Linked DNA regions of Mus musculus: regions 2, 3, 4, 5, 6 and 7 are each linked to region 1. A link is a contact called in public Hi-C, Micro-C and promoter capture Hi-C data. All regions are on one chromosome and are shown on one strand. The core of a region is the stretch at or near the end of the contact, and the rest is flanking DNA. Distances in the headings are between cores, read along the strand shown. Region 1 holds the start of Hacd3 (3-hydroxyacyl-CoA dehydratase 3). Region 2 holds the start of Smad6 (SMAD family member 6). Region 3 holds the start of 1110036E04Rik (RIKEN cDNA 1110036E04 gene). Region 4 holds the start of Csnk1g1 (casein kinase 1, gamma 1). Region 5 holds the start of Pclaf (PCNA clamp associated factor). Region 6 holds the start of Rpl4 (ribosomal protein L4). Region 7 holds the start of Zfp609 (zinc finger protein 609).

Region 1 (3,767 bases), core at 938-3,437:
CACACTAGCTTTAAGGATAAAAAGGAATATGGTGAAATGTCTTCTCCCACCCTAGTCCACTGGGCACTCAGTTTCCCCCTCTCCCCATACTGATTGTTCTCATGCATATACTTACAGCAATGTCTTAGGCCGTGCAAATGAATGCATGAATTTTACTCTGTGTTTTACGCCCACTCTTGATGCACTATTTACACACAAATATTTGCCAAGTGTCTGTGTTTGGCAATCACATCAACAGCTAAGAGAACTAGAGTTATCAGATGGGAAGGAGAAAATATGGGGAAAAGGCCACAGCCAACATGTAAGGCAGGTAATGGAAGGATGGTGTCAACTCAGGTGGGGACAACTGTGTGATTTCCTTTAAACTGTAACTGATGAGCTGATCTTTCTGGTAAAGGTTGGGAGCAGTTATTGACCTTTCTGGCATACTTAGGAGGTTATAGGTATACGATCTGATTGTTGCCCACTAGATGCCTGGGTTTATTCAGTCAGTGTTTCTCCCTTTGTGGCTTAGACAGACAAACTTGGTTTTGGTTATAGATAACTGGTTAGATGTTTTGTGCATAGGTGAGGATCCAAATTGCTGAATTCAGCAACTCCCTTCACCCTCTCTTTTTTGCTTCATACATGGCTTCGTGCATCCCAGGCCAGGTGACCTTGAGCGCTTGATCCTCTAGCCTCCATCTTCCAAGTGCTAGGATTACATACGTGGACCATTGGTATACGTGGCCTGGTGGTTCTGGGAATCCAACCCAAGGCTTTGTGTGTGCTGGACAAGTGCTCTACCAAATAATCTACATCCCCATCTACAGCAGCTCCTCCTCTAAGTCCTTCAAGCATCAGAAGAGTCTGTAAAAAGGTGAACATCAGAGCCAAGCAGGATCTCTTGCCAACAGCAGAAACTAGGCGTACGTCCTGGCAATAGCCTTTATCAGTGTCAAGGACCAAATGAAAGCTTTCTGCAGGAGTAATGACTGATCTCTGAGAAGGGAGACATGGCCCTGAGCCAAACAGGGCTAGGAGGGGGGGGGGCAGTCTCTAGAGAGGACAGTGTGGTTTCTTTTTCATTTGACTGACATCATCATAAAAGCCTTATTCCCATCCCCCTGCCCCTGGCCTTGCCTTCTAGTCTCCCTCACCCTGCCCCACCACCGTGTACTTTTTAGCCTGGATGATAAACTCTACTTTATTTCCCTTTCCTTTGTTTGTTCAGGTTGGCCTTGAACTCAGTACGTAACTAAGGATGACTTTGCACTTCTGAACATCTCAAGTGCTGAGATTACAGGTGTTCACCACTAGTCCTGATTTATGTGCTATTGGGGATCAAACCCACTACCGACTAGGCTATAGTCCTCTAGTCCTCTAGTCCTCTTACTAATCTCTGTCTCTCTGTCTCTGTCTCCTTATTGATTTCCCTGGAAATGGGCCCATAATAGCTGTGCTCCTTTACAGAAAAACTTAGAAACAGATGATGACACTACAAGGAGCTGAGGTTATAGTAGAGTGCCTGTCTGCAGCATCCAGGTCCTCAAATGCTCAGGACGGGGCTAGGGATGCCAAGGAACTGATTTGTTTGTTTGCTTATTAGTTCATGTAGATAGCTATAACGAATGGGCTGTTCTGTTTGTTGGGCAGTGAATGGAAACCATCTCTCTTAAAACAGGAAGCCTGAGGCCAGGGGAGGTGTTGCACACCTTTAAATCACAAGGGAGGCAAAAGCAGACGACAGGTCCCTGGATCTGGTCTACCAAGTGAATTTCAGGTCACCTAGAGCTACATAGTAAGACAGACAGAAAGAAGAAAGAAAGGAAGGAAGGAAGAAAAAAAAAAAGCAACACCAATGTATGTCTTGAATGGCTCATCTGTCTTTCTGTGTGTGGCCTTGAAGCCCAGGGAGGAAGTGGGTTCTCACTAAACGCTGCGATCATACAAAAAAACTTGGAAGGGATCCTTGCACACAAGCCTCTTCATACGCCGCCAATCCGCCCTTTCTTTGTAGATTAGAGCCTCTCACTTTCATGTTCTTGTGCAAGGACCTCTCTGAAGCGCCACAGGAGGTAAGCGAGGAGCTCAAAAGCCTCTGATCCGAAGGCCACTGAGCCGCTGATCACGTGGCGCAGCCGCTAGCCTCTCCCACGTCCCGCCCCGTCCTCTCCCTCGCTGGGTTCGCCCCGCCCTCCCGCCCCGGTCCTCACTGCGCAAGCGCGAGCCGCGAGCGTGGGTTATCTCGAGACAGCCGGGCTGCGGGCTGCGGAGCGTGCGGGTCTGAGGCCTGCGTTCTGCTAGCTCCAGCGGCTCACAGGCCGAGGTAACGAGGCGCAGCAAGCCGAGCCTCCCCGCTCCCCCGGACAGCGTGGGCCATGGAGACTCAAGTGCTGACGCCGCATGTCTACTGGGCTCAGCGACACCGCGAGCTGTATCTGCGCGTGGAGCTGAGTGACGTGCAGGTAAAGGCCGGGCTGCGGGCTGCGCGCAGGATCGGGGGCCCCCCGGTCCCCGTCGGCCGCCCTGTGCGTTTGCGCTCCTGCAGTGCGCCAGCAGGAACCGCGAGTGGAGCGCCCCGGTCTCCCTTAGGGGCTGCAGGTGCCGTCCGGCGTTCTGCGCTTGGCCCCGGTATCCCCTTTGTTCCTGGTAGGCGCCCTGGGGAGCCTCAGCAGAGTCCTGGAAGCCGGCGGCTGGCCTTCGGGTTGCCTAAGGCCCTCTGAATTGTGGGATGAGCTCCGTGGGTCTAAAGTGCGGCTTGACAGTGGCCTGTTGTGCGGTAGCAGGACGTCAGCGCTGGCCTCTGAGGTTTAGTCCGGGCGGCCCATTGACCTTCTCAAGGCCCGTCGCTGGGCTGGGCGGGGGGCAACCCCCCAACCGTTCAGTGATAGAAATCTACACCACACCTCCGCTCACCAAGGAAATGATTTCCATCCTCTCTTTAAGGCTGCGAGCTCAGCCTTAGCAAGTTGCGTAAAGAAATTATCGTGTGACATTAAGTATTCATTTCACCACGTTTACCTATTAATGTGAGCAAATCAAATCCCTGGGAACTTCCCATGTCTCTAACCAGACCATCCAGTATTCTGTGTGAAGCGAGTGGTTTTGGTCTGGAATGTTCTTTCCCTAGTCTCCTTGACATCCATGGTATTGTAATCTTCATTCCTCTGAACTGTTTCTTGCTCGCAGTTAGATACCTGTCTGAATTCATCAATTCATCTGGTCTATTTTCTTGCAGGGTCTAGGTGCCCATGTCCACTTGAGTCTAATCTTTGCTTCTGGAATGTAAATAATTTCCCCTTGTGAACGATGAAGCTAATACTGGCCAGAATGTCTTTGAGTAAGCAGTAAATTTCATTTAAGGTGTAAGCAAACCCGAATAAATGCTACTCTAGAATAGGATGAATAATTCTCTGTGCTATTGTTCTCTACTCTGCTACAAGATTCTTTGCTAAAATAGAAAAAAAAGTTTTTGTTTTTAATTTTTATTTTTGTATTTTGGAGACAGTCATGCTATATAGTTATGGCTGGCCTGGAACTTACTATGTAGACCAAGGCTGGCCTGGAACTCACAGAGATCTGCCAGCCTCTGCCTCCTGAGTGCTGGGATTCCAAGTGTGCACCACCATGCCCAGAGATTCGAGTTTGAAACACGTTAACAGTGAACACTGTGAAGGTGGAGAAGAAAGGAGAACATTTCTTTTGGAGAGAAAAGTCCTTTTTAAGAAATTTTGGGAAGAACGAGTCCCTCACCCCTATGGAGGCTTTATCTTTCTGGGGCTTCA
Region 2 (3,767 bases), core at 355-2,854, 1.0 Mb after region 1:
TACCTCCCAAGTGCTGTACTCATGGGTGTGCACAATCCTGTAGGCTCTCTTTGCGTTTTAGGATCATCAACTTCTTCAGGGATGAACGGAAGCTAAAAGACAAGTTTGTGTGGGCGCTTCTTGCCCACTTTTGATGTATGCACTTATTAGTAAGGATTTCCTAGAATCTTGAGAAACCAAGGCCAGGACAGCTACTCATATTCACCTTGGCCAAAATAGTGAAGGGTGGGTGTGACAATCGGCCCTGCAGCACTGGAGTACCTGGCTCCAGGTAAGACTCAGGGAAGTAGTCTGTATCTTTCCTACACACACGACCCTTCCCCCAGCGCACTTCCAGACCCGTTCCTGGACTTGCACACCACCTTCGCTACAGCAGTCCAGAGCACAGGTATCCTAAAGGGGATCACAAGTCCGCGCCCCATCCTCCCCACTCCGCCTCCCGCGGGGTGCGGCGTCAAGCCCCAGGCCAATGAGAGTAGCGGAATTTCTTTCATTGAGCTCGGGGCCCCGCTCCTGCCCGGAAAGGGGCGTGGTGCTGCGCCGGGGGTGGGGCCGCGGCGCGCCAGGGGAGGGCGGGGCCGGCCCTGCGGCTGGGCCAATCGGCGCCACGCCCGGGAGGGGGAGGGGGAACCAGGCCTTTTTTCCCCTCCGCGCGGGGCCAATCCTGACTTTACAAGCTTGAACTTTTGCCACCCTCGGACTAGCAAGCACGCCCGAGGAGGTACCCCGCCGCGCCGGCTCCAGGGCAGGAGCGGCCTTAACCCTTCCCATGCCGGGTCCCCAAGTCTGTCCCCAACTTGCCCCCGTTTTTATAGTGAAACATAACTGGGGAAAGCACGCCCCTCTATCACTCTCGAAGGGGCATAAGGTAAATCCTCGAAGGGAGAAGAAAGCGCCTGGCCTTGAGAGGAGCCTAGGACGCCAGGAGGGAGAGCCGGGGCGACCAGGAGGAGCCATCCAAGAGCACTCCTGCCTCTACCCCACCCTGTCCAAGTCCCCACCTCGGGCTATCCTGGAGCTCCCTCGATCACCCGCCCCCCAGTGTAGCCTAGGCGGAGAGACCCCTAATTTTGGGCAGGGGGTGCGTGGAGCCTTCATAGGACACGGAAGAAACCCGCTATCCCAACTTCGCCGCCGCCCCCCAACTCCCCAGAGACGGAGGGCAGGAAGGCGCACACACACGCCCATTTTTATTAGCCCGCGCTGAGGCTGGGGGTTTGGACTGACTCTAAAGTGCTATGCGCGTTTGCAAGTTTGGGCACAAGCCAGAGAGAGGCAAAGGGCCGCCTCGGAGTCCGGGTCGCGGTGGGTTCACCCAGCAGAGCTGGGCATCAGGGTGTGAGTGTTTGTTAGCGCGTGTGCGGGACGGCTGGTATCCGTGCCCAAGGCACGACGTGAGCTTGAGAGTGAGTCGCGGGCACTGTCAGCCTCGGGGCGGGGGTGCTGGGGCGGGCGAGGGGCGGGGGCCCGCGTTCGGCCCGCCCCGGGAACCAGCCCCCTCGGAGCCTCGGGCTCAGCAATGGGACGTGTTCTCCTTTAAGAGTTAAGAAACTTGAAACCTTGTTTGCGCAACAATCAGCGCCGCGGAGCCGCCAAAGTGTCTAGACTGGCATATGATGGGAGGCAGCCAATGACTCCGCGGCGCTCCTCCGGGGGCCCTCAGTGTGCGTTTGAGGAGAACAAAAAAGAGAGAGAGCGCCGAGAGGGGGAACGAGCGAGGGAGCTGAGTCCAGAGAAAGAGCCGCCGGGCGCTGCCTCGCCAAACCTCGCTGGGACCGCGGGGCCACCAGGAGGCACTTTGGTGAAGGGGGGGGGGGGCGACCTCGGCAGCCGCGGCGCCCGAAGCGACCCAGCGCAGCGTGGGGCGGGCTGCGACCTCTGCTTCGGTGGATTGCATTTTTAATTAAGGATTCCTAGCAGCTCTTTGGGATTTTTTTTTTCCGGCTTCCACTCATGTGTTGACACCCGCGTTCAGGAGAGACTTGCCCCAAGTGCACCGAGCGCCCGGGACCTGAGACGGAATTGCTTTTCGTGCGTGCAAAATCCAAGCATTTTGAGTTTTGTTTGGGACCTTTTTCTTGCTTTGCTTTTATTTCTATTTTTATTTTGTTGCAGGGATATGGGAGTTATCCACAAGCCTTAGTTTCGGATCCTGCAGGGAAAGCCCATGTAGCATAGCTTGGCTTTTGAAGGCAGAGTTGTGCAGACACATTTGGGGGCACGACGCAAGCGCTTTGTGCTCGTGTACCAGCCGCGCAACTTTTGAAGGCTCGCCGGCCCATGCAGGGTGTCTCTAGCATCGTTTCGCTGGTGGCTTCCCTAAGGCTCCAAAGCAGCTGGAGTTGAGCGGTCCCGGCCCATCGTGATCCATGTAGCCCGCTGGTCCCTCGCGGACTGAGGCTCAACACGCGCGTGTTCCCGGCCCGGCCCGGCCCGGCTTGGCCCGGCGCGAGCTCCCTCATGTTGCAGCCCTGCGGTGCCCCTTCGACGACAGGCTGTGCGCGGTCTGCACGGCGCCCCGCGGCAGAGCTTCATGTGGGGCTGCGGCCCGCTCAGCCGGCGCCTCGTTGAGGGAACGGACCCCCGGTAACCGGAGACCGCCTCCCCTCCCACCACCCCAGGCGCCAAAGGGTATCGTATGTTCAGGTCTAAACGTTCGGGGCTGGTGCGGCGACTTTGGCGAAGTCGTGTGGTCCCTGATCGGGAGGAAGGCAGCGGCGGCGGCGGTGGTGTCGACGAGGATGGGAGCCTGGGCAGCCGAGCTGAGCCTGCCCCGCGGGCACGAGAGGGCGGAGGCTGCAGCCGCTCCGAAGTCCGCTCGGTAGCCCCGCGGCGGCCCCGGGACGCGGTGGGACCGCGAGGCGCCGCGATCGCGGGCAGGCGCCGGCGCACAGGGGGCCTCCCGAGGCCCGTGTCGGAGTCGGGGGCCGGGGCTGGGGGCTCCCCGCTGGATGTGGCGGAGCCTGGAGGCCCAGGCTGGCTGCCTGAGAGTGACTGCGAGACGGTGACCTGCTGTCTCTTCTCCGAACGGGACGCAGCAGGCGCGCCCCGGGACTCTGGCGATCCCCAAGCCAGACAGTCCCCGGAGCCGGAGGAGGGCGGCGGGCCTCGGAGTCGCGAAGCCCGCTCGCGACTGCTGCTTCTGGAGCAGGAGCTCAAGACGGTCACGTACTCGCTGCTCAAGAGGCTCAAGGAGCGTTCGCTGGACACGCTGTTGGAGGCTGTGGAGTCCCGAGGCGGCGTACCGGGCGGCTGCGTGCTGGTGCCGCGCGCCGACCTCCGCTTGGGCGGCCAGCCCGCGCCACCGCAGCTGCTGCTCGGCCGCCTCTTCCGCTGGCCAGACCTGCAGCACGCAGTGGAGCTGAAACCCCTGTGCGGCTGCCACAGCTTTACCGCCGCCGCCGACGGGCCCACGGTGTGTTGCAACCCCTACCACTTCAGCCGGCTCTGCGGGCCAGGTGAGCGTGCGCAGGGTCGCCTCGACCTCCGACTCTACCGTCCTGTTCCCTTTCCCTTTCCCAATCTCTTTGTTGGATACACTAGGGATGCTCCCCCCCTCCCGACCGCCCCCCTCCCCCGGTACTGGGAGCCTGCAGGGGATTGAGGAAAGTTGAGGGCTAGATGTCTGCAGTTTCAGATGGTAACTTTATTTTGTGGCGCCGGCGAAGTGAGAAAGGGACACGTTCGGGTTTCCATATGCAGCCTCTGGGATTTAAAGATTGCAGCTCTGTGAAACGGGATAGTAAGCCATGGAGAGGCTAAAGGTG
Region 3 (3,767 bases), core at 684-3,183, 970 kb after region 1:
ATCAATTGGACTGGGGAGCCAAGGACCTCAAGAGAGACACAGTAAATATGTACAGTAGCTGCATACTTTCATTAGAATTGTAATAATGAAATACTACCTATTTGGGTGGTTTAAGTAGCAATTTAAATTTCCTACAATACTAGAGGCTGAAAGCCCAAGGGCAGGGAAGCTGGTTTTCTTAGAAGCCTATTTCCCTGGCTGCAGGTAGCCAGCCTTTTGCTAGCCTTTTGCTATCCTTCCATGAGATCCTTGCTATGGGTACTCATCCCATAACTTCTCTGGTTATCTAAACTCCCTCCTGTCCAAGGACACTACTCAGTTTGAATGGGAGTCCATGATAAGGGCCTCATTTTGTCTTAATGACCGTGTGTGTGTGTCTGTCTGTCTGTGTGTGTGTGTTTTCGGGATGCACATGTGTGTACCTGTGAAAGCCAGAGGGCAAACTTGGATTTCATTCCCTGGGCTCTGTTCATCTTGTTTTCCAAAGCAGGAGTCTCTTACTGGCTAAGAACTCACTGACTGTCCGGACTGCTGGCCACAGAGCCACAGGGATCTCCCTGACTCTGCCTCTGACACTGGAGGAGTTTCATGTGTGTACCACCATGATGATGTCTGCTTCTACATGTATTCTGAGGATCAAATTCAGTTTCAAGGTACAGGCAAGACAAACACTACTAACTGAGCCACCTCCCCAGCCTCCATAACAACTTCTAAACAGCCCCTACTTCCAAGTACAGCCCAGTTCTGAAGTACTAGATGCCAGCCAGTCAGTCAACATGAACTTGGTGATGCCACAATTTTGCTTATAACAAAATCCAACGGCTATCAGTGCTCATCCCTGGGCTGAGGGGATAGACTTGGAACTTCCAGGAAGCTGGAAGCATTCCAAGAAGATTTCCTGGAAGGGAAACTTCAAATCTTGGTCAAAAGGGAATCAGAAGGAAAGACTGGAAATTCCAGGCAAATGAAACAGCAAGAACACAAGCCTGGAAACAGGACGCGTTTCAGGAAAGATAAGCTGGTGACTGTCTGGATGAGTCACGGGCAGAGTCTCCCAGAAGGTAACGTTGTGAAATGCCTTGGATGTTGGAGAGGCTCGGGGCTTGATTCTGCTTCAATAAGGACCCATTGAGAACATCTGAGCTCAAGAAAGAGGAGGGTTGTACTTTGGGCCAGAATCAGGGAAATCGCTGTGTGGAGCAGGCTTGCCATTTAGAGCATGCGACAGAGAAGCCCCTGGCTTGCTGATTACACACGGCTGGAGTCGCCACCAAGTTTTTGATTCAAAGTGCCTTGATAGCCCCTGAGCGTATTTTGGATTTTGTTTTTTGCTTTTTTTTTCCCTTCGCCCAACTTCTCAGGGCTGCTACTCTTGATGGCCCGTGAGATTTAGGAAGCACCGGAATTTTACTAGGCAGAGAGAGCAGAGTCCCGGCAGGCAGAGGTGTGGCTGCTCCTCTCCCCTCCTGACTAGGCAATCACCCTGGAGGACAGCAAGGCCAAGGCCTCAGGGGAGGTGGCGCCAGTTCTGGAGAGTCATCTTGTGTCTGGTTGCCATGGCATCCGGCACTGCATAGGAGGGCCAATCCGGCTCCCCCGCCGGAAATAGGGTGATCACCTGGCCTCCGCGCTTTCCACAGCGCCGCGGGGTTTTCTGTTTGTTTGGTTTGGTTTGGAAGCAAACACCAAATAGTTAAACTTCCCGGAGCTTGTATCCGGCAGAACAATTCTACGGAAGATACTTTCCTTTTCAAGCTGGGGGCCGTTGAGTCTAAGCTCGTCTTGGCTCCGCTTGGTTTGGCCCTTTTACTCCGGCCACGCCCACTCCAGTCCAAGCTGGCCTTCTCTGCCTTTGGCTGTGCTCACCTGCTACCTCGTGAAGAGCAAGGTCCCTGGAGTCCTGCTGCCCTTCCTGCTGGTCATGGGGAAGATCCTCAACTCCTTTGTAGTCATACCCTCACCTGAAGTTTGGGAGTAAGACACCACCTCCTCGGGTTGCTAGGAGGAGTAACTGAGGGTGAACTTGGAAATCCCCCGGATACTACAAAACAGTACAACGGGCACGTGAAGCTGCATTAACAGCTCTCATTATTTTTACCTTTGCTCTTTTGTAGTGGCTTAGTCACCGGCCTCACACGCTTTATTGATTTTTACCCACACTGGGTATGGTGGAGAACTGTGAGTTCAAGGCCAGCGTTGGCTGTGTAGTTTGAAGCCAGACTGCACTCCCTTAAGACTCAGCTTTGGGGGCGGAGCACTGGTGGCGCACGCCTTTAATCCCAGCACTTGGGAGGCAGAGTTTGAGGCCAACATGGTCTACAGAGTGAGTTCCAGGACAGCCAGGGCTACACAGAGAAAAAACAAAACAAAACAACAAACAAACAAAAAAAGACTCAGCCTTGGAAAGACATAAAACAAACAAAAAAATTCCATTACAGCTTAATTCAGAATAAAAAGAGAGAGACTATAATCCAATTTAAGAGAAATACAGTATACAGTGTCTGCTTAGCTTCAACCAGGCCCTCAAACCTTGCGTCCTGGCTTTCTAGGCCAGGATTTCTGCCTCCTACCCGTATCATCTCCTACCTAAGCACTCACAGGAAGTGAGAGATCAGGCAGAACACAAGCTGGCTCCTGCAGTAAACGGCTTCAAAAACTCCTTCTCTCTCATAAAATCCAGATGCATGCTTTCATGCTCAGGACTTTTACGCCCGACCTACACTGCCGCTTCCTGTTTAGTGTCTGCCACCAAGACTAAGGTGTCCCCTGGAATTTCTTAACCATTCCATGCTCTTTATATATGTCAGTCTCTCTGCTTGGGATCCTCTAAGCTCCATTTTTCTTTTTGTTGTTGTTTTGTTTTTTTTTTTCTTCCTCACTTTAAGAGAGATACCATCAAGACTGTAGTGTCCCACTGGGATTTCAATGTGAGTGTGTGTGTGTGTGTGTGTGTGTGTGTGTGTGTGTAAGCACTTAAACACTCAGTATGTAAGCTGTGAAGGCTCCGAGGAAGGCTATGGAGGCAACCAATGGGGCCTTTCTGCAGAGAAACTCTGTGAAGCATTACTTCCTTGGCTGCCCAGGTTCCTGTTCACACTGCGTCTACTCTGCCTCTTTTCTCCCCGGGTCACATCTCTTACTGAGCTCCCCAGGAAGAGCGGCTCTTCCCAGGGACTTCGTGGCCCATCCAAGCTAGCCAGGCCCGGCTCTACTTAGCTTCTGGGATCGGATTAGATCAGGAGTGTTCAGATGATGTGGCAGAAGACCTTGCCGGGGACTTTGATACATGGAGACATGGGAGACATGTAGTAACCTTGGCTATTTGGGGGTAGCCAAGTAGAGACTAAGTGACCCCAGGCAGCTTTGTTTCAAGGTGCAAAGAGCATGTGCTTCCTGTGGGGCCCAGGCCCCTCATCTTGCCCTAAGGGAGGATCTTTGAGGGGATTCAGCCTCTAGTTAGGTGAAGTGCCAGTAGGGTCCCAGGGCTTAGAAAGATGCTTGCTCTTCACATCCTCAACTGTGTGCTCTGTTTGCATCTGATCCGTTATTTACTTATTTCCTGTATATTTATCTGTGTCTCTCTGTGTGTCTGCATGTTTGTGAGTGTGCCCATGGAGGTTGGATGAAGGCATTGGATCCCCTAGAGCTGGAGTTACAGATAATTGTGAGATACCCACCACAGGTGCTAGGAACTGAACCTGGTTACTCTGGAAGAGTAGCAAGCGCTCTTACCACAGAGCTGTATCTCTGGCCCACAACCCCACAAC
Region 4 (3,767 bases), core at 385-2,884, 890 kb before region 1:
GAGCGTGAGTGTGTGTGTGTGTGTGTGTGTGTGTGTGAGACAAAAACAAAAACAAAACAACAACAACAACAACAACAACAACAAAAAACCCAAACCTCGAATTCCTGCCGTATACTATTTGAATATTATCAGTTTCTTTTTCAAAAATCCCCTTCCACTAAGTTGGGCTCCCTTAACTATGTTGACTAATGACAACCTTGAAATTCAAAGGTGCTTGTTTTAAATGGAGTTATATAAGTAATCACCTCTCTTTTGACACTGACTAGAATTTAATTCCTCCTTGTGAAGAGGCTGAAACTGTTAGTCTGTGACTTGACCAAAGTCAACAACTAGTTAAGAGGCAAAGGCGGGTTCATTCCCAGAATTATCTTTCTCAAAGCCAATACTTCCACTTGAACATAATTATCTCCTTAAAAGATTAAGAGAGAGTTCAATCATTGGAAAGGGACTCTTGTCCCTTGTCTCTCTAAATGTTCACTAGTTCTTCTAAGACATATACTATACTTCCTACAATTCAGTCACTTAAACAAAATGAAGATAGCATTTCTAATTCGTTTAAACCACAAAAGGATTACTGGCAGGTGAGAAAGAGGTTGAAAAAGGCTTGCCTAAACATGTCTCATCTAGACCTCTAAATATGGATTTCCTAGTGGTTTTTTTAAAGCATGCTCATTTACAAGGCTACGTTTGAATATAGTCAGATGCCTTCCAGTATTGCATTTTCTAAGAAAATTCATACCAGACTCATATCGGTCTGGGAGACTGCTAGAATATGCCATTCTGGCACTTTGCAAATATCCGAAAAATCATCCGGGGGCAACAAACCCAGTTTCACACTCTTGTTTTACGACGTGATGCGTACCCACTTAGGGGACAACGCTCCTATAGGGCGCCCTGCCGAGAGAGCAATAAAGGAAGAAGCGGGGGAAGCGCACGGAAGTTGGGTGGAGGGAGGTCTCATTACCCACTCTTCTGCCCTACCTCTGCCAAGGGCGGCTCCACGGTGCCCAGCCGACACGAAACCCTTACAAGCCCTCGAAGCCCGGCTCTGTCCCAACAGAGAGTCCGGGACGCGGACAATGTGAAGCACAGGATGACCACAGTCACCTCTCCAAGTCTATACCCTTGATTTCGGCCCTGGATGATGCTCCCCCTTCTTTTCGGAGCTGGCACTCCAGGTGGGAAACTCCCGGTCTGCATTGGCCGAAGTCCCTGCTTCAGAAAGGGCGCCTCCTGCGACCGGGTCTAACCCGCAACCCGCAACTCTTTGCACGCAGGGACCCTGGTCCCTCTGTCCCGCCCCCGCAACCCTCCACGGACAGGCCCGCGCCCCACCCGGGATTCCCGAGTCCACTGCCCCGCCCCAGCGAAGGGCTCCTAAAGCCCCCACCCCACCCCCCCCACACACACACGTACACACACACACACATCTCAGACTCCAGTCTCCCAGACCCAGTCGAAGCCAGAGTACCTACCTAAATCAGCGGTGCTCCAGTGTTCCAAGGGGGCGGGCGCGGTCCCCTCCCCGAGGCGCCTACTGCTTCTCTCAACCACCCCTTAAGCCGCAGCTTTGCTTTCCCAGGAGCGGGAGGGAGCGGAGGGAGCGGAGGAGGCGGAGGGGAGGGGGAAGACCAGTTGAGGGGCGGCCGAGCCAAGCCGGAAGTACTAATGCAGGTCCCACCCACCTCCTGGAGCCGCAGAGCATCCTCGTTCTTCTGATAGGACAAACCCCTGTCGTCGCTGTGAAATTCAGACCACCACTTCCGGGTCGTTAATGCTGCGGCCCCTCCTTAGCAACAGCGTGGGGTTGCTAAGCGGAAGTGCCTTTAAATACCCCCCTTCCCCCCCCATTTCTTCGGGGACTGTTGGTAAGTGGGTTGGGAGCTTCGTTTTCTCATTTGGAAATGTTTTTAGGCCTTTAGTTTACAATGTTAGGCCAGGTAAACCCTTCGCTGCAGCAGGTAGTAGGCCCAACGTAGCTGCTTCCATCAGTTGGTCTCTGACACCAGCTCCAAACTACACACACCTCCTGGAATCCTGGGCCATCTCGGCAGCTCCTCCCAAAGCTCCTCTCCAGGCCCCTTGCGGGAGCTTCTTTCTCACTGTCTAGCAAGCATCTCCCTCTGGTGGATTTCCTGTCGTTTCAACCAGACTTTTGCATGCATTTCGTTCTGAACCGGCTCCAGAAGTCGAACAGTGAAGTGGGTAAGAAAGTTTTGTCTTACCTTGTCTTTTCTTTTTTCTTTTTTTTTTTTTTTTTAAGGATTTAACGTTTTTATGTGTGACCTGGAAATAACCTAGCTATATTTGAGTCTATGAAAATTGACCAGAGTAATATTATTATTGTTATTCCATAAAACGGGGGAGTTGGGGGAGACAAAGAATGCCGGTAATCTCGCTTGAGTAGGAAGACAACTAAGCCTCCCATCAGAATAAACCAACATACCTATACGGTGACTAAGAAAGGTGTCCATAAAAACCCTCATTTAGGCTGGGGATTTAGGTCTGTGATACAAAACTTGCCTGGCATGCCCAAGGTCTTTAGTTCGATTCCCAGGCATCGAAGAAAGGAAGGGAGGCAAGGAGACTCATTTACTGGACATGACAAGCAGACCTGTAATGCTTAGACTCCAGAGGAAAAGCGAGGATAGTAACTCCAAGGCCTAGACTACATGGTCAGTCCCAGTTTTAAAACATTTTACCTAACATACCCGAGGCATAAGTTCACTCTTTGAAAAAACTGGAAAACTATGGTGGAGACCAAAGCCAACAAAATAACCCCCTGTAACGACCCCTATAATTATAGTAATTATATTTTTAGAGAAACCTGGGGTGGGGGATAAAACCATCACTTGACTGTATTATTTTTTGAGTCTGAATCTCACTTTGAAGCCCTGGATGACTGATCAGGTAATGTCTATGTAGACCAGGCTGGCCCTGAATTCAGAGACCCACCTTCCTCTTCTCCCAGGTGCTGGGATTTAAAGCGTTCACTACCGGGATGGACCGGCTTTCCTATTTTAACTTTAACTTCTGAATTTTTCTCATCTACATCAGTGGATACACTTGCAACTGTAAGACCCGATTTTATTGGTCACAAAATTATTAGTAGACTGTTGTTTACCTCAGCTAAGACAGAAAACTAATTTTGGTAATTGAAAAGTAACACTAGGCCTTTTCATTTCCTAGACTCATAGGATGGCATTAAATTGATCCATCCTAGGCAGTCAACTCTGCAAAGCTTTTAAGAAACCACTTTAGGCTCAAATGTACCAGCAGTTGGTTATTAAGTCTAAAATAGTTCCATTCCCTACCCCCACCATCATCGTGTATACAATTGGAAATACACACACACACACACACACAAACACACACACACACAATCTGGGTCAGTGATGAGTGTTACAGTAGTTTAGTATTTCACCTGCCAGCAGGTCTAAATTCCAAACTTTAAATTCTAAAATAAATATAAGTCCAACATGCAACAGTTTACAATACATCTAAAGAACTAGAACATGTTTATGGTTTAAAAAAATGTGGCCTATAGAAATTGGTGCCTCATCAAATAAAATTCAGTTAGAACTAACCATAAGCTTAAGCTAATGTGGAAATGCACCTTCATCTGCAGAGCTCTCTGTCCACTGCCTGAGGTGGTTTACAAGCAGCATTTAGCTCCTTTCCTATAGCCTTGGGGTTTTTTAATTCACTGTTCTATTAATATATGAAAATCTGGATTGAGTCCTAAATAACCACATGAGCTTTTTTTT
Region 5 (3,767 bases), core at 502-3,001, 870 kb before region 1:
CAGCTACTTGGGAGGACAAAGCAGAAGGATCCAAAGTTCAAAACCTGCGTGTATTACCAAGCAAGCACAAAGCCAACGCAGGCAGGTTACTGAAACTCCAATCCCAAGCCCTCTCCCCATTACAGATAGAGCTAAGAACACAGTTCAGCAATGGACTCTGCCTGAAATGCCCAAGGCCATAGATTCAATCCCCAATACCTGGGGAAGGGGAAATGTTAAGCTTTCTATAAGAGTAAATCCTACTTTTCAAAGCTGCTGGCTCCTTTGCATAAGAAAAATACCATTCCTGGTTATATTTTAATATAGGAATGTAAAATCAAAATTCAGAGAAAATTGCCCCTTTAAAAAATATAACAGGAGAATGGTGAATCTCACCTACAATCCTGGAAACCCAAGTTTGACCTGCTAATCCCCTAAATTGAAGATCTTAAAGACAGAGAGATCAGAAGTTGAAGGCCAGCTTTAGCTACGTAACAAGTTTGGGGCTACCCTGAATTACATGAGAACGTGTGTGTGTGTGTGTGTGTGTGTTATTCCAGCAGTGGGGAGATGGAGGGCAGAAGGATCTGGAGTTCAAAGGTGTTCTTTGTACATAAAAATGTTGAGGCCAGCCTGGGCTACATGAGACCTTGGAAGAAGGAAAAGGGAGGGAAGGAGGGAGAACAAAAGGGAGGAGAGAGTTAAAAAGGAAGGTCGGATAGGGGAAGAACTGGGGAGTAGAGGAGGAGGGAAAAGCAGAGACAAAAGCAAACCAATCTGGGGCAGTGTGGTTAGCTCAGCGGTAGGGTACTTGTTCAACATGGGCAAGGAAGGCCCAGGGTTCAGTTCCCAAAGATTGCATGCATGGTCAAACAGACACTCACATACATCCCCCAACCGGAAACGCGGTAGTACAGTCAATCATCACCATAAATCTAATGAGGAGACACTTAAGTAGCCTCCAAGAAAATAGTAACTGTTAACAATTTTTAAAACACCATTCAGAAAAGAAAAAAAAAAGTTTAAAAATATACTGCCCCTCACCACCAAGACATGAATTTTCCATTGGACCCTCACCCCCATCCAAGCCTGCTGAAAGACTAAGGCTCCCTTAGAGGGCGAGAAAGAAATTTAGGTGTGAGAATGTCAACGGAAACAAATTCCAGAGGAAGGAAACTAAGTAAAAATAAATCCACCGCGGGTCAGGACCACACAGGTTAGTACTGCCTTGCCCGGCCTGATGCTCTCGGGGTGTTACTTCAGAAGCTTCCACGACCCTTCCTACCTTTTCTCGACGAACTTGAAGAATTGGTGACAAAGGTGGAGGAGCCAAGCACCTTCCTAGGGGCTTGAGAAGCCACCGCTGCAGAGAGAGATAAATAGGGGCGTTCAGAAAAGGCAGGAGGGTTCGGATCCCCGAGCTTTGTTCTACAACAGTCCCAGGCCAGTAAAGAGGAGGGAGATGAACAGCAGCAAACGACCTTGCCTGTTCTCTGCAGCTTATTAGCAGTGAGGGCCGGGAGCCTGCCTTCTAGCTGCTCAATGGGAGGCAGCCATGGGCGTCTCCACCCCTGGACAGGCTGCCTAGGGAACCCCCTGCCACCTCGCTGCATCATTTACCTTTTCTGTAGGCTCCTGGAACGTAGTTTGCTTTGGTCCGCACCATGTTCACACAAGAAGAGACAACTTTCACCGTCACCCCAACTGCAGATGTCTCAATTAGAGAAGAACCCGAAAATGATGTTCCCGCCACCGTTTAAATGGGTCTCTTTCCCGCGCGCTCCAAGCGCTTGAGAACCTCGATTCTTATTGGTTCCGCGCCTTCACTCTGGACCAATTGACAGCGTCCAGCAGTGACAGCCTCGAGACTTAAGGTTTTGCTGGCCAGTCAGTCCATCAGCCCCAGTGGTCGTGATTTGTACCTCCCTGGTAGGCGGTGCTAGGACTCTGGGTGGGGGAAGAGGGGGGCACGAAGTATGGAGGTGAGGTAGATAGGTTGTGAACTAGCCAAAATAAAACCAAGTAGAGATAGGGATTGTAAAATTTCTTCAAAAGTTACCAGAGTTAAATCCATGATAATTAAACACTGAAAGTGAAAATTAAGTGGACTTTTCTATGTAAATCATAACTAAAGTTTAGTATCCTAAGGATGAACCCTACTGTGTTCTAAAACAACTTTCTGAGGCGGGAGAAAGGAAAACTCAATTTAGTTTATTTAGTTTACAGTGTTTTAAAAACCGTTTTCAGATCGCATGAGACAAAAAATTAGGACAAATTGTCCATACACATATAAAAATAAGTAAATAAAATTTAAAAAACATGGCCAAAGAATTTTTTAAATGCCAAATGTAAAAGGGTCACAGCACCAACCCACGTGAGGATAACCCTGCAAAAAAGAGATCATATTGTCTGACCCATATTTCAAATTACAATATTCCTAAGAATTTGTGTTTGTTCTGAATGCCATGCACGAAACAAAACCGTATGTGCTTGCTGCAGAATGCTGTCTGTTAATGCTTGTTTAAAAGATGACCCTTCAGCATGTTACAGAACTACTTTTCTGCAGTGAATTATGCTTGAACAGCAATGAAATCTATTCAGGGCCTTAACCAAATCAACAATTAATAGTATATTCAATTTAAAGATTTTAAAGCCAGGCCTACTGCACCTTGTAATCTCAGCCCTGAGGAGGCAGAGAGACTGGGAAATTGTGAGTTCCTTGCCAGTCTGGGCTAGATCACAATATTTTAGAAAAAAGAAAAAAATATAGAAAGGAAGAAAAGAAAAGGGGCACAGTAGTTGAGAGTATTGCTGCTTTTTCAGAGGAACCCAGTTCAATTCCTAGCACTAGCATGGCAGTTCATTCATGGCAGTAACCAAGCTCCAAGTGACTTGGCACCCTCACACAGACATGCAGGCAGGCAAAATGCCAATACACATAAAATTAAAATAAATCGTTTATTTAAAAAAAGAAAGGAAGGAAGGAAAGGAAAGAGCTAGACCGAAAAAACAGGAGCTGGAGAGGTAACTCAGCAGTTAAGAGAACTGGCTACTCTTCCAGGGACCCTGGAGTACACAGGTTCAATTCCTAGCACCTCCATATCAGCTCACAACTGTTTGTAACTCCAGCTCCAGGGGATCTGACACATTGACACAGACACACTCAGGCAAGATGGGAATCAATGCACATAAAATAAATCATCAAGAAAAAAGGAGCCAGGCTGTGGTGCAGGCCTTCAATCCCAACCCTCAGGAGGCAAAGGCAGGTGAATCAAGGCTGTCCTGGAACTCTACAGAATCAGCTCCAGGAAGGCAAAGGCTACACAAAGAAAAGAAAATGGAACAACCAAACAACTAGACAAACAACTCAAGTGAAAATAATGAAAAGGTTTAGGCAGTCATTAAATTAACATTATAATCTTAGCAATTGCCTGTAGTTTATCTTACTCTGGAGTGTTAAATTACTGCCAAATTCTCACATAAAATCAACAAGTCAATCAACAGACATTCCATTCTTGTCATTCACCCTCATGAAAATGAAGTGTTTCTTTTCAGTTTTTGTTTTTCTTTTTTAAAGATTTATTTATTTTATGTATGTGAGTACACTGTAGCTGTACAGATGGTTGCTGGGAATTGAATTCAGGGCCTCTCCTCACCCTGGTCAAACGACCCCACTCCTTCTATTTGCCCCTGCTCTCTCCAGCCCAAAAGACTTATCATTATATCTAAGTGCACTGTAGCTGTCTCAGACATACCAGAAGAGGATGTCAGATCTCATTATGCATGGT
Region 6 (3,767 bases), core at 595-3,094, 850 kb after region 1:
CTGCCAGTACCCCAAGACTCAGCACTGGTCTGATGACCTAAAATTGGGAAGAACAAAAGGTTTAGGAACTAACTCATAACAAACCCATGACTTAAAACTAATGCATGATAAAGGCAGTATCAGAATAGCCAAGGAAAATCATGTAGTTCAGAAACACGGACCAATGGAATCTCATCATTTACTGCAAAGGAGCCCTGGAAAGTATATAACCATGATGACGAATGCAAATCCATACCTGCCAATTCACTGACGGCATAGGGCTGTCTGTTGTTTTTCCTCAAGTTGGTGTGAACGAAGTTCACAATATCTGGTCGAATGGGAGCTTTGAACACAGCTGGCAAAGTGACATTCTTGCCAGATGACTCTCCCTTTTCGGAGTACACCGATATGAGGGGACGGGCACAAGCCTTGGAAGGAATAAAAAAAGTAACTAAAACAGAGGAAGTACCATCTCCTGTATTTGAAACCTAGATTTTAAAGCCCACATTATTAGTACTTGCAAACAGATATGACTCCCTGGGGACTAGGAAGGCAGGTGTTAACTGTGTGAGACAGGAAATACAATGCCAATAAAACCATATAATGTTATAATAATAATAATGGATTCACTTAAAAATAATCAAGAGTACTTATATTGACAACATTGGAGACACATTCATCCCATAATTAAATGTCAAGAGCTTGATATCTGGAGACAAATATGTAAATACAGAAGTAAAAGTCCCAATATTTGAGGCCATATACAGGCCAATCTGTGGAATCAGTTTGAGGCAAGTATTGCTTTGCAGGAGACCCCAAATTCAAGCAACACAGTAAACCACCACTGGGTTTATCATTTCAATAGTTTTACAGCAAAAGGACAACCTGAAAATCTATCAATTTTAATGAGAAACAAACTTGGAAGCAACATTATAAAAACTGTTCATAGATACTGTTTAATGAGGACATGTTAAATTAATTCTACCCTCACCAACTTCAGCAAAGCTGGCCTGCTCATTTATCCAATGTTCCAGACCCCTTCAAATTCAGAAACGTTTTGATACTCTGAAAGACTCTTAACTGAGGATTCCACCAGCACTTAGGTCTGACCTATTTCCCATGTGCCCTTCCAGATACTATACCATCTCTTCTACTATACCCCCCTTTAAGTCGTCTCACAATAGGACAACCTATCTAGTCGGTTTAACGATGAATCTAACAGTCTCCAAATTACTGTGGTCAGAACAACCTTAATCCATCTACAGATAAACATTCGTGGTAAAACAATATACTAATTACTACTGAAAACTCGCTTAAGATTCAAAGGTCTAGATTACATCATATAAAGTAACGAAGACATGCATTTCCAGAAATTGTCTTAAAGAGGTGAAGGCAATCTTCCTGGAAAGCATAAATTCAGATATCCTTCAGCCCTTTTCTTTGAAGACAATTTCTCCGGACTGAAAGCACATGACCCGCCACGGCCTGTGCGGAGTTGTCATCGGACGATCTCGAACCCCTGACAAGTCTCTGGCATCAAAACGCTCGGCTTCCAGCAACCCTGCTTAGAACTAAGCAAAGCTTAGAACTAAGAAAAGCTAAGATCCCAAAGGTTCCTCTACCATCCACCTGGCGCTGTTGCCCACGTTGCCTCTAAGATGGCTGCCTCAGCGCCCACAACTCAGCTCCGGCCAGAAAAGGTGCTAGGTTTCCTTTCCCTCGTCTCCTCTCTGCAGATTCCATGTTCTGAACCTTCGCCCTCCTCTATAGCCGCCCCCCAGACCAGGGGGAAGCCCAGTGTAGAAGACCTCCACTCACCATGACGGGGAGAGGAGAAGGCCACGCTCCTCTCTACCCGGCTGCTCCCACAGGAAAAGGAAAGACTTGTCACTTGTACTCTATATATCCTTCCACTCGTCTTCCGCATCCTGCCCCTTATCAAAATCAAATTAGAGACACGATCTATCTTTCTGCTACATGTAAAAATTTCAAAAGGTAATATTATTGCGTGACGTGTGTTAAAATTATGTATTCATTTTTTTTAAAGTTAAAAAGAGTGATTAGAAAGGAGGGACTCTTTTTCGCGGAATAATTCGTAACTCGTCACAACTCTCGCGAGAATTATCTTTCTCCTCATCCCGCCCACCCTCATCATAACATCTCTTTTAGTCCATTTTTTCCCCCCTAACAGAAATGGGAGACTTTTGGAATAGTAAATTGAGGGGATGCTCTACTAAATTAAAGCAATGTGTTAGCGTTGAGTACAAACCGAACTTAAAGCGTGAAGTAGTTCCGGCGGGGCGGGGTCATGGCCTCTGACGTCATTGTCTGGGCGCGCAGTTCAGTTTAACTTCTTAGCAATGGACGGAGGCCACGGCGGTATGTGGTCGCGAATGAACCGCGCGGCGGAGGAGTTTTATGCTCGTCTCCGGCAGTGAGTTGTGGTTGGGGAATGGGATGGTACTTGTCCCTCCCCTGCCGGTGGTGTTTGCCACAGCTGGCTGCCGGCTTTCCTGGACCTGGGATGTGAGAGGCAGCCAGGGCTCTGCGGAGGCCTAGGCTACTGCCGGCCTCCGGAGAAAACACCCGAGCTTACCCAAGGGAGGCAAGATGGCAAAGCAGTGTACGGATTGGACTGATGTACACGCTTCTAAGTAGAGGCTCCTGGGACACAGAGAGCTAGATGTCATCGGGCCTCAAGCTCAGAAACGGACAGAATCCGCATCGACCCTCCTCGGCAGCCTCCTGATGCCGAGATGAGAGGCGTGAGCCGTGCCACAAATTCACTGTGTTCCCTCAGTGAAATTCTGTCAACTTCTACATCCTGTGTGAAAATCTAAGTCAGCGACTCACATCAGAATCACCCACAGGGTTGCCAAAATATACATTGACTGGCTCAGCCTCTGAGATTTTTGATTTCGTAGGCCTGATGTGAAGACAAAAAACTTTAATTCTAGGTGCAAGGTGTTGCTAGTTGGGTATAGCCCATTAGTCTCTAAATGCTATCATTTTTAACTGCCATTATTGCCCCTCCTGTTTACAAAAGCAGTAATAATTTTTCACTACTACAGGAAAAGAACTAATGTGCTTTTGTTTTTTAAGATAGTTTCAGAGCCCGGCGTGGTGGCGCACGCCTTTAATCCCAGCACTCGGGAGGCAGAGGCAGGCGAAGTTCGAGGCCAGCCTGGTCTAGAGAGTGAGTTCCAGGACAGCCAGAGCTATACAGAGAAACCCTGTCTCGAAAAATCAAAAAAAAAAAAAAAAAAAAAAAAAATAGTGTCTCTGTGTAACCCTGTCTGTCTTGGAACTCAATCTGTAGAGTAGGCTGGCCTGGAACTCAGAGATCCGGCCGCCTCAGCCCTCAGAGTGCTGGGGGTCAAAGGCGGGAGCCACCACTGCCCAGCTAAAACTAGTGGGTTTTAGTGGTTGGGTTTTTGTTGTTGTGTTGTGTTTGTTTTTTTTTGTTTTTTTTTTTTTTGAGACAGGGTTTCTCTGTGTAGCACTGGTTGTCCTGGAACTCACTCTGTAGACCAGGCTGGCCTTGAACTCAGAAATTCACCTGCCTCTGCCTCCCTAGTGCTACGAATAAAAGCATGAGCCACCACGCCCAACAAAACTGATGTTTTTAAAGAAGCTAATGTCTTTGAGCTCAGGAACTTGAGTTGTTTTTAACTGTTGTGGTATTTTGCCATGGTGTTAAGTACTTTATTGTTTTAAACCCAAGATCTCTGAGTTTGGACTTGTAAACATCGTGGCCCGGTGTCCAATGTGCTGTCCTTACAGGCATG
Region 7 (3,767 bases), core at 564-3,063, 810 kb before region 1:
AACTTTTGTGTTGTAAAATATCTTCTTTTATTTAAATATTGTTAAAATGTAAAAATTAGTTTTTAACTTACAGGATTTACCAAAACGTGGTAGTGAATCTGATTTGTTCTTTGGGCTACTAGTTTGCCAATTCTTGCTCTCGAGATACAAGAAGTCAAAACTTGAGATTCTCTTACTGTCTTATACATTAGATCCTTGTCTTTAGTCAGAGTCAGCTAACTGTGATTAAAAGCTAAGTAGAACTGTTTCCTTGTCCCCTAACTGTTTTAGTCTAGTGCTACAATGTTTAACCCTTCATTAAATCACAGAGATATGGAACACTAAACCCTGTTTTTCCTTTCTGTTTAAGCCCTCATTTTGTAATATAGAGTATAGATTGGTAAGTTGGCCGCCACTCTGAGTCATCAGTTCTGTCCCTTTACTATCCAATAAAACTATCTATGGACCAAGAGGGAATTACTTTTTCCTAGACTAGATGGGCTTGGGCTTAGCGTTCATCTTTAAGCTGTCAGCTCTCCCACCCTCCTTTTCTTTCTGTGAAGATAGCAAAGTTATGACTCACTCGATCTCTAAGTCACATGCTACTGTGAATGGCACCAGTGAAGAGTGCCCTTAGGATAAGAGAATAAAGGTAACTGCATAGCTGAATAAAATGGTCTCAGACACAGGAAGGGCATGATGGGGGTTCTTGAGAATTGGATAAACATTGGTTTGCTATGGTAGGAGGTGGAAGTCTTAGGTCATGAAGCAGTTTCGTAAGCAACTGGTGGGAGGGCTCAATTTCACAAGAACAGAATGTCTGCTGTGTAGATGGTGTGCTGGGCAACCTTAAGATAGGTAACAGATTTAAAAGTCACAATCTATAGTGACAGAATGGTGAGATGGAGTGCAGAAACGGGCTCAAGGTTAAAAAGCAGTAAGATTTAGTGATACTGGATGTTGAGGTGGAAAGGGACACAGGTACTCTAGAGGAAAACAAACGATAATCAAAGAAAAACTGAAGACATTGAATAAAAAAGGAGTTTGAGGGCCAGTGAGATGGCTCAGTGGGTAAAGATGCGCGCTGCTAAGCCTAAGGATCTAAGTTTGATCCCTAAAACCAAATGGTGGAGGGAACGACTCCTGCAAATTGTCGGCTGACCTGCAAACGTGCGCCACGACACGTGTCCTGTCCCCCCCAACCCCCACCCTAAATTCTTTACTTAAAATAGTTTGCCGAACTAAGCGGCAAAATGGATGAGACAGTTAAGAGCTGTGCACTTGTCTTCTGTTCTTTGTAGAAAGGTTCATGTTCAGATCCCATGATCTTTCCTCTTTCCACGATAGAAAACATCTGTATTTAAGAGCTAACGCTTCTCCAGAGACTTTTCGGTGAGAAGTCTTATCCAGCCAGGAATCTGCACGAGGAGAGAGCATTGGGTTCAAACTGTCCAGCCCGGTCTTCTGAGCTTATCTTAGTTTCGACCCGCCCGCCAGGTTTTCCAGCATTCTTTTCTCAGGGCTCGCAGCTACCGCGCATTTAGAGACCCAGGACTTAGCTCCTGCATCCAGGTTCCGGGTTTCCTCGTGCACTCGCCCGCTCCAGACTCCATAGCGCACGGAATCCGGATCCGAGAGCACGAGAATCCAGTGTCCAGGTCTTCCAGGCTGCCCTGGTTGTCCCGGATCGCGGCGGCGGCGGCGGCGGTGGCGGCGGCGGCGGCGGCGGCGGCGGCAGCTGAGGGACCCGCAGCCCCGGACACAGCGGCCCCGGCCAGGCGGGGCGGAGCGGCGCGGGGAGGGGCGGAGAGCCGGGGCGGGGAGGGGGAGGGGCCGCGGCCCAGATGGCGGCCCGGGACGCGTAGCAGTGGTGGCTCTGCGGCCCGGGGCCCCGGGCGGGCGGAGGTGGCGGCTCCCGGGACCGGCCGCGCGGTGAGTCTAAGCTTTGTGTGGAGCCGGGGCTGGGAGGGGGAGGCGACTCTGGGGGAGGCCCGGCGCCGAGGGGCGCGGAGGGCGCCGGAGCAGCGGCGCCCGGCGGAGGAAGTGGGGGTTGGGGGGGCCGGGGCGGAGCGAGGGGAAGGTGTGTGCGGGGAAAGCGGGGTCGTTGCGTGGGTGGGGGAGGGGGCCTGAGGTGAAGTTCAAAGCATGGCCCGGGCGGTTCGGGCTGAGGGTGGCGGTGCCCGGGATAGTCTCTGATTTGGCCAGGTGGTAGGGGCAGGCCAGAGAGTTTTCGGAGGCTCTGCCGAGGGAGCCCCGGGGCGACTGGGGCTCGTTAGGGACTCAGGGGAGCGTCGGGAGCGGAGGGTTGAAAGCAGGACGTGTGCGCGACCCGGGAAAGGAGAGCAAGGTGGCTGGGAGCGTGCAGGCAGTAGGTTGTGGGTGTGTGCGCCTTTCCAGTCTTAGGTCACATTTTACTCCTGTCCTTTTCTTCAAGATGGAGGGATCCCTAGGCCTGGACTTTAAACTGCTGTCCCTGTATCCCCGGGAGGGTTTGAGACCCTGTCCTGTTTGGAAACCCCATGCTGCCCTCTTTTCCCTTTATGTGTAATTACGGTTGGATCATCTCTCTGCTTGGTTCAGATTCTCCTTCCTCCCTCTGGGGCTGAGGAGGAGGAGACACATCTGACCAATTAATGTGTGTTTGTGAAACAGGCAGCGGCAAACAGTCATTTCGGCTTCTAGGAATTAGGCTCACACAGGGTGGAGAGAGCAGAGCCCTTCAGGGGGAATATTTCTGAACAAATCACAGATGATTAAATTCTCTCAGAAACCGCTTCCTACCTAAATGAGAGTGGGAAAGATGGGGGAGAAAGCCTGTCTGTTTCCAGCCATGTGTCCAGAGCCCCAGGGGTTGAGGAGAGTCCCTAAGCCCCCACAGGCCTCTCTTTTCTGTATTAGGCTTTGCTCTGCAGCCTTGAGTTAATTTCACCCCTGCTGCTTTGTCTTGGGGGAGGGAGTGCTGGTTTAGGCTGTTGTGAGAGATGACTGTTCTGCTGCCACACAATAGTCGTGTCATTTTATCGGGAGTGCTACCCCAGGGCTGAGAACTGTTGCAGCAGAGATAAACCGGTCCCTCTCACTCGCCTATTGTGTACACAGTGAAGGTCATAGGTTCAAGTCTTGTCTGAGAGCTTTGGATATGCTCCATCTCCCAGGCTCCTCAGTGCCATTTTCTTCCTTTTCCAGACTGGGGCTTGCCATTGGAAGAGGCCAGACAGAAAGGCTCTTCTTTTTGAGTGAGGAACAATGCAGGGCTCACTGGCACACATTTTTCAGAAGAATAGAGGATGCCAGCCATGTTGTGCCTGCCTCTGGTTAGCCTGTAACTAAGTTGTGAAGGAATAGCGTCTGGGACACGCCACCCTCATGCTTTGTGGCAGACCTTTGAGGAAGGTGACTGTGAAGAAGGTTCTGTACTTGCATAAAACATTGTATTTAAATGTCTCTGTATAGAAATGGGAGTCTCCTGCAGTTATTTTTGTTTGTTCTCTTAGGAACACCACTAAAGGCCTGTATATGAGTAAGATAGGGGAGTCCAGGACCAAGTGCCCCCTCCCCCAATAGGGACTCATTAGTTGCCCAGGCTGGTCTCTAACTCAAAATCATTCCTGGGCAGTGCTAGCAATTACAGGCATGCACCTATGCCCTGCACCCTGTTCCCTTTTTAAATGGTGACTTCCTGGTGAATAATTACATAATAATAACAACAACAAAAAGCTGCTCAATTTGCCCAAGACAAGTTTTGAAAACAAAACTTGCCTTTTATAATTCAGTATTTAATGAGAGAA

Evidence for each region. Promoter capture Hi-C pulls out the DNA fragments that hold promoters and counts their contacts. Hi-C and Micro-C count contacts between places; a contact is called where the count stands out from the background.
Region 2: a contact with region 1 is called in a promoter capture Hi-C map of pre-B cells, with 2.2 times the contacts expected there. The contact joins the promoter of Smad6 here to the promoter of Hacd3 in region 1. A contact is called at or near these places in 3 of 39 promoter capture datasets (liver and pre-B cells).
Region 3: a promoter capture Hi-C map of erythroid cells shows a contact between it and region 1, with 22 times the contacts expected there. The contact joins the promoter of 1110036E04Rik here to the promoter of Hacd3 in region 1. A contact is called at or near these places in 3 of 39 promoter capture datasets (erythroid cells and liver), 1 of 115 datasets of contacts at active chromatin or transcription factors (pancreatic cancer cells) and 1 of 9 other capture datasets (adipose tissue).
Region 4: a contact with region 1 is called in a Micro-C map of embryonic stem cells, with 6 times the contacts expected there. The contact joins the promoter of Csnk1g1 here to the promoter of Hacd3 in region 1. A contact is called at or near these places in 3 of 39 promoter capture datasets (liver, pre-B cells and second pharyngeal arch cranial neural crest), 2 of 484 Hi-C or Micro-C datasets (B cells and embryonic stem cells) and 1 of 115 datasets of contacts at active chromatin or transcription factors (memory CD8 T cells).
Region 5: a contact with region 1 is called in a promoter capture Hi-C map of liver, with 2.4 times the contacts expected there. The contact joins the promoter of Pclaf here to the promoter of Hacd3 in region 1. A contact is called at or near these places in 3 of 39 promoter capture datasets (liver, pre-B cells and second pharyngeal arch cranial neural crest) and 2 of 484 Hi-C or Micro-C datasets (B cells and CD8 T cells).
Region 6: a contact with region 1 is called in a promoter capture Hi-C map of neural stem cells. The contact joins the promoter of Rpl4 here to the promoter of Hacd3 in region 1. A contact is called at or near these places in 22 of 39 promoter capture datasets (the 3T3-L1 cell line, 3T3-L1-derived adipocytes, the C10 cell line and 14 more), 3 of 484 Hi-C or Micro-C datasets (CD8 T cells, natural killer cells and pre-B cells), 12 of 115 datasets of contacts at active chromatin or transcription factors (astrocytes, bone marrow-derived macrophages, effector CD8 T cells and 9 more) and 3 of 9 other capture datasets (adipose tissue, embryonic stem cells and liver).
Region 7: a Hi-C map of CD8 T cells shows a contact between it and region 1, with 4 times the contacts expected there. The contact joins the promoter of Zfp609 here to the promoter of Hacd3 in region 1. A contact is called at or near these places in 2 of 39 promoter capture datasets (erythroid cells and liver), 2 of 484 Hi-C or Micro-C datasets (CD4 T cells and CD8 T cells) and 1 of 115 datasets of contacts at active chromatin or transcription factors (memory CD8 T cells).

The regions. Positions count from the first base shown.
Region 1 is chr9:65,020,137-65,023,903 of GRCm38.p6, reverse strand. Hacd3 (3-hydroxyacyl-CoA dehydratase 3) reads left to right here and starts at 2,187. Exons shown (of 11, transcript NM_021345.2): 1 at 2,187-2,447. The coding sequence starts at 2,361.
Region 2 is chr9:64,019,896-64,023,662 of GRCm38.p6, reverse strand. Smad6 (SMAD family member 6) reads left to right here and starts at 1,604. Exons shown (of 4, transcript NM_008542.3): 1 at 1,604-3,458. The coding sequence starts at 2,639.
Region 3 is chr9:64,047,995-64,051,761 of GRCm38.p6, reverse strand. It overlaps 1110036E04Rik (RIKEN cDNA 1110036E04 gene), which reads right to left and starts at 1,933. Exons shown (of 3, transcript NR_040713.1): 1 at 1,867-1,933.
Region 4 is chr9:65,906,877-65,910,643 of GRCm38.p6, reverse strand. It overlaps Csnk1g1 (casein kinase 1, gamma 1), which reads right to left and starts at 1,634. Exons shown (of 14, transcript NM_173185.2): 1 at 1,476-1,634. It overlaps Trip4 (thyroid hormone receptor interactor 4), which reads left to right and starts at 1,850. Exons shown (of 14, transcript NM_001357872.1): 1 at 1,850-2,205.
Region 5 is chr9:65,888,307-65,892,073 of GRCm38.p6, reverse strand. Pclaf (PCNA clamp associated factor) reads right to left here and starts at 1,751. Exons shown (of 4, transcript NM_026515.2): 1 at 1,600-1,751; 2 at 1,265-1,342. The coding sequence starts at 1,645. All of the region lies in intron 1 of Trip4 (thyroid hormone receptor interactor 4), which reads left to right.
Region 6 is chr9:64,171,464-64,175,230 of GRCm38.p6, reverse strand. Rpl4 (ribosomal protein L4) reads right to left here and starts at 1,844. Exons shown (of 10, transcript NM_024212.4): 1 at 1,798-1,844; 2 at 236-407; 3 at 1-37. The coding sequence starts at 1,800. It overlaps Zwilch (zwilch kinetochore protein), which reads left to right and starts at 2,300. Exons shown (of 19, transcript NM_026507.4): 1 at 2,300-2,413. The coding sequence starts at 2,340. Gm23344 (a small nucleolar RNA gene) reads right to left here and starts at 183; the gene lies at 116-183.
Region 7 is chr9:65,825,610-65,829,376 of GRCm38.p6, reverse strand. It overlaps Zfp609 (zinc finger protein 609), which reads left to right and starts at 1,813. Exons shown (of 10, transcript NM_172536.3): 1 at 1,813-1,911. It overlaps Trip4 (thyroid hormone receptor interactor 4), which reads left to right. Exons shown (of 14, transcript NM_001357872.1): 14 at 1-450.